Linked DNA regions of Canis lupus: region 1 is linked to region 2. A link is a contact called in public Hi-C data. All regions are on one chromosome and are shown on one strand. The core of a region is the stretch at or near the end of the contact, and the rest is flanking DNA. Distances in the headings are between cores, read along the strand shown.

Region 1 (3,843 bases), core at 350-2,849, 68 kb after region 2:
GTGTTGTAGTATTTTCTATAATTTTACTGTATGGTTGAAATATTTCATAATTTTCAGAAGAAAGTATTTTGAACACATAAGCATAGTTAACTAAATTTTTTTAAGGATTTATTATTTGTTTTGAGAGAGAGAACATGTGGGGGGCTGCAAGGAGGGGCAGAAGGACAGAGAGAGAGAGAGAGACACTCTCAAGCAGACTCCCCACTGAGTGGGGAGCCCAATGGGGCTTGACCCCAGGACCCTGAGATCATGATCCGAGCTGAAACCAAGAGTCAGACACATAACCAACTAAGCCACCCAGGCGCCCCACGTGGTTAACTAAATTTTAAATAATTTTTAGCTTTTTCTCAATTTCTGTTTAAAATAGATATTATAAATAATGTCTATTAAATAGATTTTGGAAAACTAGAGAAACTAAATAACTCAGATTCTCATCACTCAAAACAGTCCTTGTTAATGTTTTGGTATATTTCCTCCCATGTTTTTCCTTGTGTGGGTGCCTGTGTGTTTAAACATACTTCTCAGCATCTTGGGCACACATATTGAATCCTGCCTTTTTCGCTCATTATAGTATCACCCTTTTTCCATGTTATGACTTAGACTCCATGAACATCATTTCTGTTGACTTCCATTAAACATTGTCCACAGCTTGCTTAACCAACACCATTTTTGCATAAAACCAGGAACGTTCAGCAGTCACGCAGTCCCATACTTGTAAACATAATCCTTTTGAAAGCCTCAGGAACAGGATTGGGTCATGCTCTCTGTTGATTTCTACAAGGCTGTTTCTGTGTGGGATGACAGTAAAAAGGTCTGTCACATCTGTGATATCACACTCCAAGGAAGACAGAGCTTGTCGGCATTCATCCCGTGGGTTGGAACTGTATATATTTTAAAAGCCAGCTCTGGGGATGCCTGGATGGCTCAGCGGTTGAGCATCTGCCTTTGGCTCGGGGAGTGATCCCGAGATCCTGGGATCAAGTCCCGCACCGGGCTCCCCGCATGGAACCTGCTTCTCACTCTGCCTCTATCTCTGCCTCTCTTTGTGTTTCTCATGAATAAATAAATAAAATCTTAAAAAAAAAAAAAAAAAAGCCAGCTCTGTTTATATCTTGCCTGAGAGGCAACAAGTGCTCGTACATACTTGTACATCCAGCATTTGGTCTGGGCTCCTGAATCTTTGCTGATCCTGTTAAACTTGTGCTTTGAGGCCTGAGGTAATAGCAGATATAATTAGTCCAGATATTTATGTGGCTCTTCCCAGCTTATAGGTGCTCTCACATCCATTGCTACCAGATCTTCTCTGGGCCCCCAGGAGGTGAGGTGTAGAGTGAGCACACAGTTGGCCCTGGATTCCAGCCAATAAGTGAGAAAGTCAGCACCACCATCCAGTGACACCTACCAGAACTCTTCAGTTACTGTCCTTAGGCTCAGGCAAGAGGGGTCGTGTCTACCCAGAGCCCACTGTCCTCTTCTAGACTCAGGGTCCCTGGACTTTCTTAGTAAATGGTCCTGAGCACTTCCAGGTCCTATGCAAGCTTGAATCTCTTCTGCTGGGAACCAGACTACCTGTGTGTGCATGCCTGGGTCCAAGGGTAGCATTTTGCAGGGAGTGAGCAGATCTTAGACCTGCAGGCTGCAGGATGAACCCAGGATCAGGGATGTGGGCAGGGGGCAGCTGCAAAGGCTGAAGGTTAACATCCCATATAATGTAGCTCAGAGCTGCAGACTCCAAGAGCTCTAAATTCAGGCCTGGCCTTCTCGGCCATATATTTGTTAGAGTAGTAGGAGGATAGAATGTATTCTGTTTGACAGTTAGCTTGATCTGTAACTTTTAACCACTTAGAGATTCAGCATAGGGACCTCCTTTTCTCCTCTTGCTCTGGGACCCACAGATCTTAAGAACAGTATCAGCTCTCTGATTATCCTGTTTCCAGCTGTTTCCAGGTCCCTCTTTTTCTATCCAAGGCTAGAGACCTACTGAGTGGGATGTAGAGGAAGACAATCTAGAACCAGTAAAACAAGTGTATAAAATATAAACAATTTAGTGTATGAAATATCAATATCTGATACCCCCTGTGTCTACATGTAAAGGCAAGAAATGCATTTCAGGGAAGAATAGAGTACAACCACCTGCTGTAAGGATGAATCAGCCCGGCACATCCAGCCAGATCACAAATAGAAACCAGCGAGTAAAGCTACAATCTGCTGCTCTTCCTCTTCTCATTTCCCTGCACCCCCTATCCCATTTCCCTCGCTGTGTACCGCAGAACCACCGCCCTCTGTTGGTGGCTTTAAGCCATGCAAGAAGTCGGACTCCTGCCCTCCCGACATGGCCCAGCCAACATCAGCGTGGGAAATCCATGCTGCAAGAGTTTTCATTTTAATTCTTTGACCACTAAATTAACGTTTTTCAGTTCCCCAACCCCCAGCAGTGTTTCTGATTTGTGATTTAGGATTTGACTGTGACTGGAGAAGCATGAAATCATTAAGAAAATTTCACTGTCCCGTTTTCTTCCTCTACAGAAAACAGAGATAAACAGCCAAAGTCTGGATAATTAAATGCACACATAAGGACAGACTTCACTCAGTCCACTTTATTAAAGACATTTCACTTGATTTTCCCAACTAACCAGCCAGGGAACTAATTTAGGTAAAGCTTAGAGAGGTTAAGTAACTATTATAATAGCTATTATAGGTAAAGAATCTCAGAGACGTTAAGTAATGTGGCTGAGGCTATCCAGCTGGGAGGTGGTGAACGAGGACTCAAACTTAGGCTGATCCAAATTACTGTCAGGACCCAAATAGAAGGATGGGTTTTGTCTAAACTTCTACTCATTGGAAAAAAAAGAGTCACCCTCTATCAGAGCATACAGAAAGTAGCAGAGCCCTCTCTTGATTATTCTGTTTTGATGAAGTTTTGTTTGGGAACAACATTAGCCAGGAATAGTCTTTGGTCAATGCTCATTCTGGAAGTTTGTGCAGGTCAGCCGACCAAATTGGTTGTTAAAAAAGTATGCATGGGCGAGGTGAATCTTTAATACAGATTTAGTAATTATTGGGATCCCTGGGTGGCGCAGCGGTTTGGCGCCTGCCTTTGGCCCAGGGCGCGATCCTGGAAACCCGGGATCGATTCCCACGTCGGGCTCCCGGTGCATGGAGCCTGCTTCTCTCTGCCTGTGTCTCTGCCTCTCTTTCTCTCTCTGTGACTATCATAAATAAATAAAAAAATTTAAAAAAATATTAAAAAAAAAAGATTTAGTAATTATTCCTGGAGCTATGCTTTTTTTTTTTTTTATCACAAATGAGGCTTCTTAATGATTTCTTTTTAAGTGGTATCTTGTGGAGATTGTGAATAGGGTAATTTTTCATTGATAAATCATACAGGGACCTAAAAAGTACTCGATCTCAAACAAGATAAATGGAAATGAACTCAACGTGCTTGGAAAAACTGAAGACAAAGAACTCCCATGCGGAAGGTGCACATGAAAACTTGGAATAAAATCGTTTCATGAAATATGAGTGAATAAAACAAAATGATATATCCAAATTAACATTTTATATTAGGATTTAAATACATCTGGATAACTAAATAATTATAAATAGACATTTTGTTACCTCAAACATTTGGTTGTGTTGTCTCTATATTCACATTGGCTAAAATCATTGGGTGTGGGAGGAGGGGAGTCTGGAAAAGAAAGGCTGGCCTCAGGCTGGGGTAACACACTAAGTGTTTTTTCCAAAGCACCGAGCTAGAACCCATGACAAGGAAGAAGTGGGTTTGTGCTGGATCCACAGTGGTGATAAAGGTTACTGGCTCCTGTATGTCCAGCTCCTTACAAT
Region 2 (3,607 bases), core at 133-2,632:
CTCAGTGTGAATAATCCAGCAGGGCACTCCCCAAATGCCAGCCTGGCCTGCTCCAGGCCCTGAGCCCTTGGCAAAGGATGGCAGTGAAAGTGGTCCGTAGACACCTCACTTTGCAGGCTCTGCCACCATGCCGCCCCTGTGGGTTTTGTTGAGAAGAGGAGTGGGGCATCCTCCGGAGAAGTAAAGCACCATTTTGGTTGAAAATAACTTGTAGAGAGGTGTGAACTACCTCTCTGGCTGTGGCTGCGCAGGCAAGGTGGCTGGGAACTCCCTCAACTTCACCTCGTCTCTCAAGCTGGGAGGAGACGGTTTCTGCAGTAACCCATTGGGGTTCCCGGGAGGGACTCTGGATGGGGTTGGAGGTGAGAACTCATTGGTGCATTTTAATCAATAGAAACGGCTTTGAAGTGACATTAAGTGAAAAGAAGCAAATTACTAAATCACAGCTAAGCTATTATTACAACTACATAAAAGATTACAGTAAAGGCTTAAGAGGGGTTTAGGGAGGTGGTACTAAGGCCTGATAATCCTCCCTCTCCTTTTCTAGATTTGTTGATTTAGTTAATTTATGTTTAAAACGTGAAGAAAAAAAGGTGAGTGTAAATTGAGTCATAAAACATTTCCAAACACTTCACTATGTCCTGAAAGAAGGTGTCAGAAACAGGACAGGTGGCTGGACCTGAGAGCTCTGGATGGAGCAGCTCTAGCTCAGAGCAGCCCAGAGAATGAACCCGGGGTTCGAGTCCCCGGCGGGGGCAGATGCGAACTTGGTTGGCCCTGAGTGGCCGTCCACTGTGTACTGTACCTACGTGAGGATATTTTTCTCTAACGTCCACCCCGCCCGCTCCAGCGTGCGACCTCGCCGAGCGCCCGCTTCGAAGGCGTCGTACTGGGTCCGGGAGGGAAGCCGGCGGCAAAGGGCAGGCCCGGCAGCCACCGGGTGAGGCGGCCGGGGCATTGTTTCAGCCCCTCGGGTGGGGTCGTGCAGGGGGAGGGGAGGTGCTGTGTCTTCGGGACCCGCCCCAGAGCCCTCCCAGGGGACTCGTGCATCAGCGCGTCTCAGCGCCGGGGCTTTGTGAAGGGCCGTGGGTCACCATGGAAACCCAAAGGCACGCGGAGGAGGGCGCGAGGGGGGTCGGCGGGTTCTCGGGCCTCACTCTCCTTCCCCTCTCGGACCCCGGCCCTGCAGCAGGGCCTGTCGGGAGTTGTAGTCCCAAGGCGGCGGCCGCGCGCGGCGGCGAAGATGCGGGGCGCCGCCTGTGCCCGCCTCCCCCTAACCTGCTAGCGCGAGGTGGGGAGCGCTGGAGAGGAGGCGTCGGGTCGGTGATTGGCCGAGGCCGCCTCCAGCCCCCACCCACGTCCCCTCCCCAGCTCCCGGCTTCCGACTCCAGCGCCGCGCGCTCCAAGGCGGCGATCGAGCGAGCGCGCGTGCAGCCGCCGCCGCCCTGAGCACCCGCAGCTCCCGCGCCGCGGCGAGACCGAGGAGAGACGGACCGACCGACGGACCCTCGCAGCCGCAGCATCCCGGAGGAGTGCGTGATGGCGGGGCGGGCGGTGGGCTCATTTTCCCCGGGCTGGGACATCCTTCTCACGGCCTCCGTTTCTCTGGGAGGCGCACAAAAGGGCAGGGATAGGGGTGCACCCAGGGACCCGGCCTCAGGGGACGCGGCGGGAGGTGTGGTTTGGGATTGGGGCGGCCATCGGGGCTAAACTGGGGTCGAGATCGGGCCCTCTTTGTACGCCCACAGAGCTCCGTGCAGTGCCTTGCTCATAGTAGGCGTTTCGAGCGTGCTCGTGGGATTGCAAAGAACTGGGGTGAGAAGACGGCTTGGTTGAAGGGCTTTCACTCTTAGCACACAGTAGGCGCCCAGCCTCGCTCGTCGAGGTGCACTGAATGGCTGGAAGCCTGGGCGGGGGCTTCTCTGGCTACGGGCCCGTCCTGCCCGAATCCCTGGATGGTCGCTGCCCGTGGCCCCCCGCTACCACCGGTGCACACACCCTGCGTCCATTTCGCCTCCGGGTTGGGATTTGCCCAGCCTGGACCGGACCCGACGGCCCGTTCCACCCGTCTGGCCAACGCGGCGGTGCCTAAGGACAATTCGCCTGCTGCCTCCGAGGCACCTGCCCGAACCACAAAGGCCGCCTGTGGCTGCCCGGCCCAGAGCGAGCGCCGAGCTGGGTGCCTTCGCCGGGTGCCTTCGCCGGGTGCCTTCGCTGGAGCCCAGTGCGGGAGCTCTCCCCGCAGCAGCGGTCTTGGCGGGCGACCGACATCGACGCCCCAGGCCGGGGAGGGGCAAGAGCCGGAGCCAGACAGAAGCTGGGACGGAGAGAGGCGGACGCCAGGCCTCAGTCTGAGCAAAGATGGGGAGATGGGAAAGCTGGGTGGGGACAGGTGGACCGAGTCCGGGGAGAGAGGCAAGTGGAGACCAGGGTTTGAGGAGCAAAGAGAGGGGGCGGGGGGCGGGCCTGAAGAGGGAGGGAAGGAGTGCGGTGCAGGTGGCGCGAGGCGGGGCGAGTCTGGGGCTGATGAAGAATGAGGATGGGATGGGAGGAGAGATGCTGGAGGGTGGAGACCGCCGGGGTTTGCGGAGGGTAGACGCCTGGGGGGAGGAGATCCGCGCGGGCAGGGGGAGGGTCCCTCTGGGGAGGGAGGTCTCCCGGGGGAGGGAGGAGGCGCGGGCGGCTGGGAGGCGAGTCCCGGGCCTGAAGACCCTAAGCTCCAGGCGTGCAGCCTGGCGGTCCAGGTGGCCAGCTGGGCGTGGCCCTTGGACAGGCGACAGACCCAGGATGGCGGATCCGAGACGGGGCTGAGCTGTCCCCACCAGGAGCTTTGTCTCCCGGCCTGACACAGCCCGTGGGGACTCGCTTCAGGTTTTGCGATAATCCGCAGCGCCGCAGGCACACCCTTTTCTTCTCGGGGCTGAAAGGCTTGGTCCAGTGGCAGATGCTGGCTGGGAGGCGGGATGGGGGACGTCTCCCGCCCGAGAGACCTGGAGAACAATAGCCGCCCCTGGTATCCTCCGGATCCCGCACTAGGCCCCCCCTCCCCCGAACTCAAGTGTGCAGTTTTCTGGTGCAGAAAATGCTCCCGTAGAAATCTCTGGGCAAGCCCTCGTCTTTGGGGGTTTATCTTGGAGCACCAACCCCTGCATTAATTCCCTGGTGTGAGTCGCGCGTCCCCCCAGACTGTGGGTCGGGCAGGAAGCCGCCGCCACCGGCTTTGATGCCTGCTGGCCTCCGCGTCGCCTCCTGCCTCCTGCTGTTGACCAGCAGCCCAGACGGCGTGGTGGCCCCGCGGCGACCTGGTGATTGCCTCCGTGCAGGGCGAGTTCCCTCGGGCGGTTGGCTTTGTCTGCTGAGGCCGGCCACGTCTAAGGTCTGCTGTTATTCACAGAGGGAGCAGTCAGGGTTGGTGGGGATTGCGGTGAAATCGGGAGAAGTGGTTTTGGAGATTGATTACCCGCCAAGGGTGCGGCTCCTGGCTTTTAGAGCCTGCAGCCAGGGGACCAAAGCTTCCCATTGCCAGTGACCACACCCAAACCAGTGTGTCCATCCTTTTGCATATTTTGCCCATATTGCCTGCTGACCTAAGATGGGGATGGCTCTG

What was found. A called contact is a pair of places that touch in the nucleus more often than the background predicts.
Region 1: a contact with region 2 is called in a Hi-C map of amygdala, with 5 times the contacts expected there. The contact joins the enhancer-like site here to the promoter of DPYSL5 in region 2. A contact is called at or near these places in 2 of 9 Hi-C or Micro-C datasets (amygdala and skin fibroblasts).

Annotation. Positions count from the first base shown.
Region 1 is chr17:20,983,687-20,987,529 of UU_Cfam_GSD_1.0, forward strand. The region is part of intron 2 of DPYSL5 (dihydropyrimidinase-related protein 5); the gene reads left to right. Among named protein-coding and RNA genes, the nearest start is that of MAPRE3, 53 kb to the right of the region's middle. Within about 2 kb of position 1,600, at least 3 of the 20 cell types and tissues checked have an H3K27ac peak or open chromatin away from gene starts, as enhancers often do.
Region 2 is chr17:20,916,336-20,919,942 of UU_Cfam_GSD_1.0, forward strand. DPYSL5 (dihydropyrimidinase-related protein 5) reads left to right here and starts at 1,383. Exons shown (of 13, transcript XM_038561032.1): 1 at 1,383-1,532. It overlaps LOC119869731 (a long non-coding RNA gene), which reads right to left and starts at 1,167. Exons shown (of 4, transcript XR_005372248.1): 1 at 810-1,167.